2 separate regions of the Sus scrofa genome follow, and region 2 is linked to region 1. Evidence: chromatin contacts called from public Hi-C data. All regions are on one chromosome and are shown on one strand. Each heading gives the region's core, a stretch centred on a gene start, on an enhancer-like site or on the middle of the called end of the contact. The rest is flanking DNA. Distances are from core to core; before and after follow the strand shown.

The links. Hi-C and Micro-C count contacts between places; a contact is called where the count stands out from the background.
Region 2: a Hi-C map of subcutaneous adipose tissue shows a contact between it and region 1, with 1.8 times the contacts expected there. The contact joins two enhancer-like sites. A contact is called at or near these places in 3 of 47 Hi-C or Micro-C datasets (embryonic fibroblasts, skeletal muscle and subcutaneous adipose tissue) and 1 of 2 datasets of contacts at active chromatin or transcription factors (skeletal muscle).

What each region holds. Positions count from the first base shown.
Region 1 is chr10:66,282,254-66,287,019 of Sscrofa11.1, reverse strand. All of the region lies in intron 2 of LOC110255728 (a long non-coding RNA gene), which reads right to left. Among named protein-coding and RNA genes, the nearest start is that of KLF6, 200 kb to the left of the region's middle. Within about 2 kb of position 2,414, at least 24 of the 83 cell types and tissues checked have an H3K27ac peak or open chromatin away from gene starts, as enhancers often do. A contact at or near this core is called in subcutaneous adipose tissue, where this site is marked.
Region 2 is chr10:66,973,264-66,978,349 of Sscrofa11.1, reverse strand. LOC102159132 (a long non-coding RNA gene) reads right to left here. Exons shown (of 4, transcript XR_002336446.1): 4 at 1,321-2,199. Among named protein-coding and RNA genes, the nearest start is that of PITRM1, 21 kb to the left of the region's middle. Within about 2 kb of position 1,644, at least 4 of the 83 cell types and tissues checked have an H3K27ac peak or open chromatin away from gene starts, as enhancers often do. A contact at or near this core is called in subcutaneous adipose tissue, where this site is marked.

The DNA of each region.
Region 1 (4,766 bases), core at 1,165-3,664:
CAAAGATGGAAAGCTGAAACAGATTAAAGTTATTTCATATTTGCAGAAAAAAATAACAACAATCAAGCCAGTTGTATCCTCAGTAAAATTATTTTTCAATGATGAGTGTAAAAGACAAAAGCAAAGCACTTGTCACAAACTGAACCTAAACGAAGGAAACTTTTGATTTCTAGCATTTTAAAAGTTTAACTTAAAATACTGGACCAAAAGGTTACAGACAGACATTGTTCCCAAACCTTGGTCTTGTACTAGAAGAGGGAAAAGACACTGACTACACTTCCATTTCCTTATGAAAACCATATAAGAACATCAAAATGACAGAAATAGGGCTTACACATTAAACGTGGTAATTTTGAAATGGTGTGAGAATAAAACCTCAACAGATTCGAAAGAATTCAAGAAAGAGGAAAAGTGAAGAAAGAAGTGTGGTTTGAGTGGGAAAAACACAACAGCACAAGATGAGAGGGAAGTGACGTCCTGGCAGAGCCTCTCCCCCGAAGATGTGGGGTCCGCCTCTCTGTCCTCACGGCCCTGGGGGCCTGGGCAGGGCCGACGCGGCTCTGTCCTCCTCTCCTCCGGCTCCCAGGTGCCCGTGGATCTATCAGGATTTGGGAGTCGGCAGGAAAAGGGGGCGGCAGGGGAGACCGTGGCCTCTTCCTGAGGCCTCGGCCCCGCTCCCTGGAGTCGCCCGTGCTCCTCGGCTCGCATCCTGTCCCCTGGGCTCCGTCTCCCTCAGCTCCGTGAGAGGATGAGAGGCACCACGAGTCAGGGAAGCAGTGGACAAGGATGCTGAGCGCACCAGTTAGCCCTCTCCAGGGCATCAAGCAACACCAGCGGGCCCGACTTCCTAATTCAAATGTACGTATTTCAGCTGGTGTAGACACTCTGAGTTCACCGCCATTTACAAGAGACACATCGAAATTATGAGAATTTAGAAAACTTGGGCACTAAAATCTTTGCAATGGATATATATACGTATATATAAACATTTATATATATACATATATATAAACGTTTATATATACACATGTATCTATATACTGCTAGATACATATATGTGTACATACATACATATGTGTGTATATGCGTGTATTCTGGTTTTTTGCATTTACTTTAAATGCACACACAAACGCACCCTCCAGACGGGATATTTAATAAAAGAAAGCTAGAGTAATACTATCTCACCGGACAGAAGAAGCTCAGAGGCAGAAAAGCATCCTAAAGATAGACAGTAATTGTTGTGTATCTGAAATGCTTCCCTTTCCCAAGGAAATTATAACTAAACTTAGGTATACATCCAACAACAAAGTCGTGAGAGAAAACACTGCCAAAGCTACAGGGAGAAATTGACAGGTTTTCACATTATATTAGGGGATTTTTAAAACAGGAGAGGTGGGCTCTGCTTTCTAGCTGTGCAGTATTTGGCTGTTACTTAAGCTGTCTACAATTCTTGATGGCAAAACGGTACAATAACACCATACAGGCTTCCTAATGCTGTACTAAATAAACAGCACGGATAATGTACTTAGCAAAGGATCCAGTCGGAAGGAAATGTGCCATAAAATTAAATACTATTCAGATGATGATGATGTTCGGATGAAGGTGGCAGCGAGATACAGCAACGTTAGAGAAGAAGAATTCTAATCGTGTTGTGTAATAACACACAGGAGACACAAACTCTGGAAGGAGGGTTTCTGGGGTTGGAATCTCGTTCTAAGCAGGCAATAATTGCCTTTTCATTTTAGGTTGCTGCTATGACCACACCAAAGTAAATAAATAAATAAAGGCAATGATGAAAAACAAACAAAAAGCTATTTGATGGCAGAGGTTATTGCTCTACTTGCCTTGGAGGCAGCAAAACCTATTGCAAAAAAACAAAATGTATGTGTCTGGAGAAGCATACGAATTCTCCAAATTCTTCACATTTTGTCTTTAAATGTTAAAGTACTTGCTGCTCTGAAATCCTACTTTTTTTTTTTTCCTTTTCCTGCCTGAAGACTGGGTTGCAGTGCAACTCCCCCCCTTGCTGCTAACTCAGGACCCTAAAGTTTTTAGGTCGATGTGGAAATGTATCAAAGATGGGAAAACCTGAAGCACGGCACCGTGTCGGCCAAGATAGAACTCACCCTCCCTGCCGGCACTGCCTCTGGGGTCACAAATGTGCTCGCTGATGTATCGTGGAAACATTCACTCTGGCCACTGGCTTCCAGACTGTCGTGTCAGCAGATTATCCCACACTGATTCCTTCGGTTCCAGCTGTGATCCTGCTGACTACCCCACTTGCTTTAAACATCTGGGCATGACAACTGGGCTCAAAATGAGCTCAGCCCATCCTTGGTTCAGCGACATGCACTCTCCTGCCTGAGGGACTCGTAGCATCACTGCCACTTAACGTCAGGTTGTTTCTAAGTACCTTTGAGAAACTTGAGTTCCACCGAAAACACTGCCTCACCCCTGAGGTTTGTCGGCGAATAGCCCTACTGCTATACAAACAGAAGGTGGTTAAACAAGCATTTTTTTTCTAAAAGGCATATTTGGTGACTCTAAAACAGAGCCATAAAAAATTGCACAATCTAAAAGAAGGAACAGTTTGTTTTGCCCTGTTTATTGCCAGTTAAATGCCAGAAGACTTTTAAAGTAACAGCAACCGGTATAAAGGAGGAAAAAAATCAAATAAAAATGTGATGACCCGAAGATAAACCTTTTGCTCTCTCCCCTTCCAGAGTTTTGCAAAACTTTCTACACCTTTTGCACTGGAAACTACATGTAATGTTTTACTCTGCAAATGCCAGCAAGGCCTCATATAAAATTATAGCTGGAGGAATAAGAGATGCTGTAAACCCAAGCAGGAAAACCGAACATTTCTGTGCGGAGTTCCATAACTGACGCTACATTCACTTCCATAAAGCAGAGTGTCTTCTGAGAGGAGGAGAGTGGGATCGAATGTGTGCCCTTTTCCCCTAGAACAAAGCCCTTCAAACAGTGGTGTTCTGGGTGGTTCTGGTTTGGAGCGTTGCCTCTTTCATCCTGCTTCTCGTTGGACCCTTTCCAGGGGGCGTCAGCCATGCCTGCATCTACTCATCTCGGGGTCCAAGAAGACCCTGATTTAATTGGTCTGGGTGCCTCCTAGATTTGTCCTTCTGGAAGCTTCCAGATCTCCCCAGAGGATTCCAAAGGGAAGCCAAGGCTGGGAACCACAGTTTAAAGCAAGGCCAGCTGCCACGGATGGGAAGGGAGGTGGAATCATCACAGCACAGCATAGCACATCGGCGGGAACATCTCGGGGGAGCATCTCCCAGACGCCGCCTGCAGCCTGCCCGAGGGTGCCCAGCCTTCGTCCTGTGGTCCTGCTCCGATCAGCTCCCAACCAGCCTGACCACCAGCCCCGGGTTCCACTCTCCCGACCAACCCGAGTCCGCCCGGAGTGAGCAGAGTCCTTGTGATTTGGGAAGAGGAGAAAGAAACATCCTGGTTTCCACCTTCATCCCCAACTGCAAGCCTGAGCGACCCCTGAGAGTCTGCGTTAGTCTCCAGATGCCAGCCGGGGGGTCTCTTTAGCTCGTGGAGTTTCCGATTTCTGTTTGTTTCTGTGCACTCATTGACCACTTTCCCCCTCCCCACGATTTTGCATTGCTTGTGTCCCGTGGGGCTGACCAGTGGAAAGGACAGACCGTGTGTGTGTGTGTGTGTGTGTGTGTGTGTGTCTGTGTTGCCGAGGGGCAGTTGAAAGGAGGGGAGAGGGGTTGGGAAGGGCTGCAGGGCTCCGGGGTGGCGAGCCGGAGGGGCTGGGCGCGTGCGCTGGCACAGGGTTGGAAGCTGATGCATATTTATGATTAACGCGGAGACTCATCTTAAACATGGTTCTTAGCATCCAGCGGAGCTGGGAAAATCAAACTGACTGGAGATGGAAAATATTCTTAGCTGAAACCTAGCGGAATACAAAATGTGTCCCTGATCCCGCTAGAAAACTGTCGTGTGCAAACTAGAAATGAACTTGGCACAGGAAGAACCGATGCCTTTGGTAGAGAAGCATCACCGATACGTAAGAAGAGGTGCTGTTGGCCGGCCAGCTCGGAGCGTATCACTTGTCAGTGATCCCTGACGCTAACCCAGATTAGGACAGCGATGGTAGGCCTTATAACAGCAATAACCACGATGGAATTTTCTAGGCTGTACCGAATCATCACGATTGCTCATTCACTCAACCCTCACGAATTCTGCCAACAAGTATTTGCTACCTGGCCTCTAGGTGTCATTTGCTGTGATAAGGGTTACGGATGTGACAATAAGAACAGATCCGGTTGTGTCCTCGGGGAGTTTAGGGACTGGTGGCGGACAGGCGTTCAACAAGTAAAAACCTGTGTTACTGGAAAGTGTGGTAAACTCTGCGAAGAAAGAGGACAGGAGCAATGAGCCCGTTTATTCCAACGTCCAACTTTGATCTGAGTGACCCGAGCACACTCTTGAAGGTGACATTTAAGCTGAGTCGAGAACGGTGGTGGGGCGGTTTTGGTTAGGGACAGAAGGAGGTCCTGCTATGCGGAGAGGATTCTGTGCCGTGTGCACGCCGGCACAGATATTCGATACAGCAGGCGTTCACACAGACGCCCTGCTGCCCTCACACGGGGGCCCAGCCCAGGAGCTGGAGGCCACTCCCCACCCCAAGCGCATCCTCCCCCCAACCAAGATGGGGCAAACCAGCTGGTCCAAGGACCAGGACTTCTAACTCCACAGTGAAGCCTGAGCATCCAGGCAGATGGCCAGTC
Region 2 (5,086 bases), core at 395-2,894, 690 kb before region 1:
GAGGCTGCGGTGGGGAGGGGCGCAGGGGCCCTGCGAGTGACCAGATGCAGTGGACCCCGGGCAGCCAAGGCCACCTGTCAGAGGCACAGGCTGAGCCAAGCACCGGGTCCGAGGGGAGAGAGGCTGGGTCTGGCCCGGGGCCTCCCGCTGCTCCAGGACACAGGACAGGCTCTGAGTGCGCTTGGGTCTCTCCAGGTGCAGGACGGGGCGGGGGGGGGGCTTGTGGGGACTGTCACCGGGCCTCTGACAAGGCAGCTGAAGAGAGGCCTGTCCCACGTAAGCACTGACTGACTGAGCGCCCCTGGCAAGCAAACCAGCAGGTGCTCCAGCCAGGCACTGGGCCGGGGGCTGGGGGGTAAATAAACACAGAATCAGCCCACGGCTCTTCCCTGAGCCTGGAGAGCTGCTGTGCCCTCTCCTTGCACAAGCCCAGGCTGCAATGCCGGGCGCGCCTGGTCCCGGAGGGGCCCCAGTGAGAGGGTGCAGGTGCCGCTTGCTGAGGCTCAAACCACCTTTCCGTGGGAGCCAGCACCAACCCCGCCAGGGCAGTGTGGGGCCACAGCGTCCCAGGGGCTCTGTTCCTGGTTCTGATGGCCCCCACCGGGCAGGGGCCCCACGTGGGCAGCGACACTGCCCGCCCATCACCATTCCCCTGGTAGGAAGCTCCCTTGGGCTCACCTCTGACAGCACCTGTGCCTCAAGGGTGACTCGACAAGTATCTGATAAGGGGTCAGAGAGAAATCTGTCCTAAGACCCAGAAGTGGGAGCTTCTGGGGCTCGGGCTGTGGAACCCAGTGTGGACCCCAGACTTGGGGAGCTGGGGATGGGGGCCGGTCCTCCACGCCCCTGAGGTGGGAAACTACCTGGAACTGAAGGGTCCAGACTGGCAGAGGGGAGCTTCTGAAGGGCGGGGGAGCTGCTTCAGAGGGAGGGGTGGCAGGTGGGACAAATCTGGTCTCACGTGGCCGTGGTCCCCACGACCGTGTGAAGCACGTCGGAAGTGCTCTGCCGTGAGAACCAAGTTAGTGACAGCTCAGCGGAGTTAAAAGTTGGTGACTTCAGGTTATAGGGGGTGCCAGGCAGCGGTACTGGGGGCGGGGAGGGGAGAGGGACGGGAGGACGTGGGGGAGGGAGGTGCCCTCAAGTGAACAGCAGGAGGCAAACACACCTCCTCCGGGGAGGACGCTGGGGGCTCAGGCTGCAGCCTGACCTGGGGTGCAGTTTACAGTAAGGGGGGATGCGGGGCCTGCGAGGTGCTCCCAGCTCTGGACCGCGCATGTCCCTCTGAAACACAGTGAGTCGCTTCGTTTTCATTCACTCGTTCATTCACTGGCTCACTGGTTCAGGAGTAAACAGGCGTTTGGGGCACAGACGCTGGTGGGTCCGGCCGCGCAGTGCAGGAAGCTCTGACCCAGAGGCAGGAGCCCGCAGGTCCCCGGCGGGGCAGCAGCAGAGGTGGGGCTGGGGGGGGGAGCCGCCTCCGTCCAGGGAGGGGCGTGCGTCCCTGCTTCGGACCTGAGGAGGCTGTGATCAACCTGGAGAGGGCGTCCCACTGAAACTCCTTCCAAAGGCAGCACAGTGATGAGCTTCCTGGCTGCGGTTCCCAGAACCAGTGACGGCAAAGCCAGCGGCTCCCTCCCAGGAAGCCTGGGCCACAGGCGGCCTTCTGCTCACCTCCTGTTCAGCATCACGACCAGCTTCAGACAAGCTTCAGCCCGTGTGTGAGCTCGGAGCCCGGGCCGGCGCAGTCGTTTGGGTGTATCTGAAGCGCACCTGTGCTTTGGTCTTCGCAGGACCCCAGGGGACAGCCTGGGGACTCTCCTTGCCTGCAGTGACCACGTACCACCCGATGGGAGACAGAGGCTGCGAGGGCCAGGCGCCTCCGTGGCTCCTGCTCCCCAGGCTCCCCTCCCTTCCCGGACCCATTTCCTTTCCTTGAATTCTTGTCACCTGGCTGGACTCCACTTCCTGAAAGGAACACTAAGAAGTCTGTGACATGAAAAGGCATCTCCCACGTCTCTGCCTTTTTGGAAAACGTTCATTGTGCTGTGTTCCCGGTCAGGCACAATAGTGAGAACGCGTCTCGGGGGCAGGAACGGGAGACCGTCCGGAAACCTCTGACCGCGGTAAAGACCCAGAGACGCTGCGAGCGCGGGAGTTGCACAAAACCCAGGCATCCTTCACGTGGCGGAGGTGGCACTGGAAGAAGATGAGCCAGCATGAAGGATGCCTCCCTGGAGGTCAGGCCCCTCCCATGACTGCAGCCCCAGGAACGCAGCTGATTATCCGCCCAATTTTCTCTCTGCTGATGAACGCCTCCCCGCAGCCTTCCGCTCACACGAAAGAACATTAAGAAACCAAACGGAGCAACGTATAAGATAATAGCCTAGGAAGATGAGTTTTGGTAAAAACAAATATATCATTCACGGACGCTACAGGCTTCAACACTTTTCCTAAAAGCACACGAAGCCCTCAGCTCTGTCAGGATCCAACCGACAGGTAAGCATTGGGCTAGAATATTACGAGCGGTTTCTTTCTTAGCCATTAAAGTGTGGGAACCCTTCACTTCCCCAGCCAGCCAGCCGTTCTGCTTGCCCCCAGGGTCTTTTTGTCTCCCCACCTGAGAGTATTTCGAGGCATAAAAGAAGACCTAAAACTCTGTGGTCATGAGGAGGTGTGGCAGCAGAAAAGGGAACACACAGGCGGCGGCATCTGCAAGCCCCGTGTCATCAGATGGGACCAGACAGTGGGTGGAAATCCAGCAGGCACTGCCGCAGGGTGCCAACCCCACCTGATGCACAGGAGATGCTGCGTAGTAATATAATAAAGAACACACGGGCTCAGCAGCCACGGTCACACCTCAGCACGCCACACTGGATCCACACTGCTCACGGCTGCCGACAGTGGGGAGGTCCCGACACCTCCTGGGTAAACTGGGAACTGGGTAAATTAGGGGTAGAACCAGGCAACAGTTTACTGTAACCTGTTAGTCCAACAAAACTCCTCAGCAAAACGTTCCTCCTGGTTGTGTGGAATTTATTTGCTCGCCTTGTTTCAACCTGTTAATCTCAAGAATGATTCAAGCTTCAATGGACTCTGACCTAAAATTAGCTGCAATTTTTTTTTGCACCTGTCTCTAGCCACATTTTTCTTAGAAGAGATCAAATAGCTTTAGTCACATTCTCTATTATAAAAAACAAAAACAAAACACCCAGGAGTTCCTGTCGTGGCATAGCAGAAAACAAATCTGACTAGGAACCATGAGGTTGCAGGTTTGATCCCTGGCCTCACTCAGTGGGTTAAGGATCCAGCATTGCCATGAGCTGTGGTTGTAGGTCACAGACACGGCTCGGATCCCGCGTTGCTGTGGCTGGGGTGTAGGCTGGCAGCTGTAGCTCCAATTTGACCCCTAGCCGAGGAACCTCCATATACTGCTGGTGCAGCTCTAAAAAAAAAAAAGGCAAAAGACAAAAAAACCCACAAAAAAACAAAAAACAGTGCCCTAAGGACCTACCAGCGTGTAGACAATAGCCAGGAAATTCAAGTGTGAATTGCACAGGGTAAGAGGAAGAAGGCTGTTTCTGATAAAGAAGACGGCAATGCAGGCCAGGCGCGCGGCCACGGCGGGACCAGGAGAAAGAGCTGCGCTGGCGGCCGCCCCCCCAGGACGGCCACGAGGGCCGGGTCAGGGCCACCACTGGCCTGGAGACCTCACTGCCGTCTGCAGAGGGCGTGGGGAGCTCTTCCAAGGAGCCAGGGCCCTTCCACGGCTGGAGAGGGTGGACACCTTCTCCCCTTCGGGGGAGCCCACACAGGAGGCCCCCCGTCCTCCCTAGGACGGACCAGGACGGCTCCTTACACGTCGGCCATCGTCACGTCTCTGGGAAATGTTAGGAAAAAACGGAAGCGGGAATGTTAGAACTCCTTTGAAAGAAAAGCCAAAGACTTTTTTTTTCTCTTTAGGGCTGCACCCACGGCATATGGAGGTTCTCAGGCTGGGGTTGAATTGGAGCTGCAGCCACTGGCCTACACCACAGCTCACGGCAATGCTGGATCCTTCACCCACTGAGCGAGGCCAGGGGTCGAACCCAAGTCCTCATGGATACTAGTCAGGTTCCTAACCCACTGAGCCACAGTGGGAACTCTGAAAAGCCAAAGATTAGTGAGGACACTGAGAACTTGCTGAAGAAGAAAGAGACCCTCGGCCAGGAGTCCTGGATGCATCCAGATCAACCAGGACCCCACGTCTGCTGCGGGAGCCGGGCCTGAGGCAGACGCTGTCTGTAAACCTCCTGGGTCATATGGGGTCACGCAGGTCGCACACGGTCTTACCGTGATGGCAGGGGACCCAGCTGTCGCTGGCCTGCTTTGCTTTCCTCTGCGCCGCGGAGGGAGCAGAGGGACGTCGTGGCGACAGACGCACGGGGGCGCAGGCCAGCGTCGCAGGAACACCTGTCCCCTCTCCTTCCACCGCAGCCCCACGCCCCGCCCGCTCAGGGCGGCCCGCGGAGCATCCTTCATGACCTCGCGCAGCAGAGGACACTCGAACCACGGCCCGTGCTTCATCTGGGATCAAGCTCGCACCCTTTCTCTGGGCGTAGAGAGGCTTCATCCGCCCGCCTCTCGCGTCTCAGTCCCTCCGCCCCGGATTCACGCTCCACTGCAGCCCAGCTCGCGCCCAAGGGCCTCCCCGCGCAGTCCTTCCAGACAAGCGGGTGGCGGGGGCCTCTGGGGGGCGGTCCGCTGCTCGCTGCTCTGGGGCCTGGCTGCGCGGTCTGCGCTGCCCTCCTACGCCTGGTCCTGCATGGGCCACTCCTGTGTCCTGATGCCGCGATGCTGTGACCCTCACGCGGCTGACCTCGTCAAACCTGGTTACGCTCGACGCACCGTCGCACTCCGGGCTCTTCCAAAAGGCGTAGCCCCTGCGTTATCCCGAGACAGAAAGCACGTCCCCGGCTTGGGGTCGGGGCAGGTACGGCTTCCCCTGCGGCAGACTTTGCCCAAACCTCGATCTTCCCATGCGCGCTTTCAACAGCCCTGGACGCCCCCGAGCGGACACCAGCGGCCCCGAGCGGACACCAGCGGC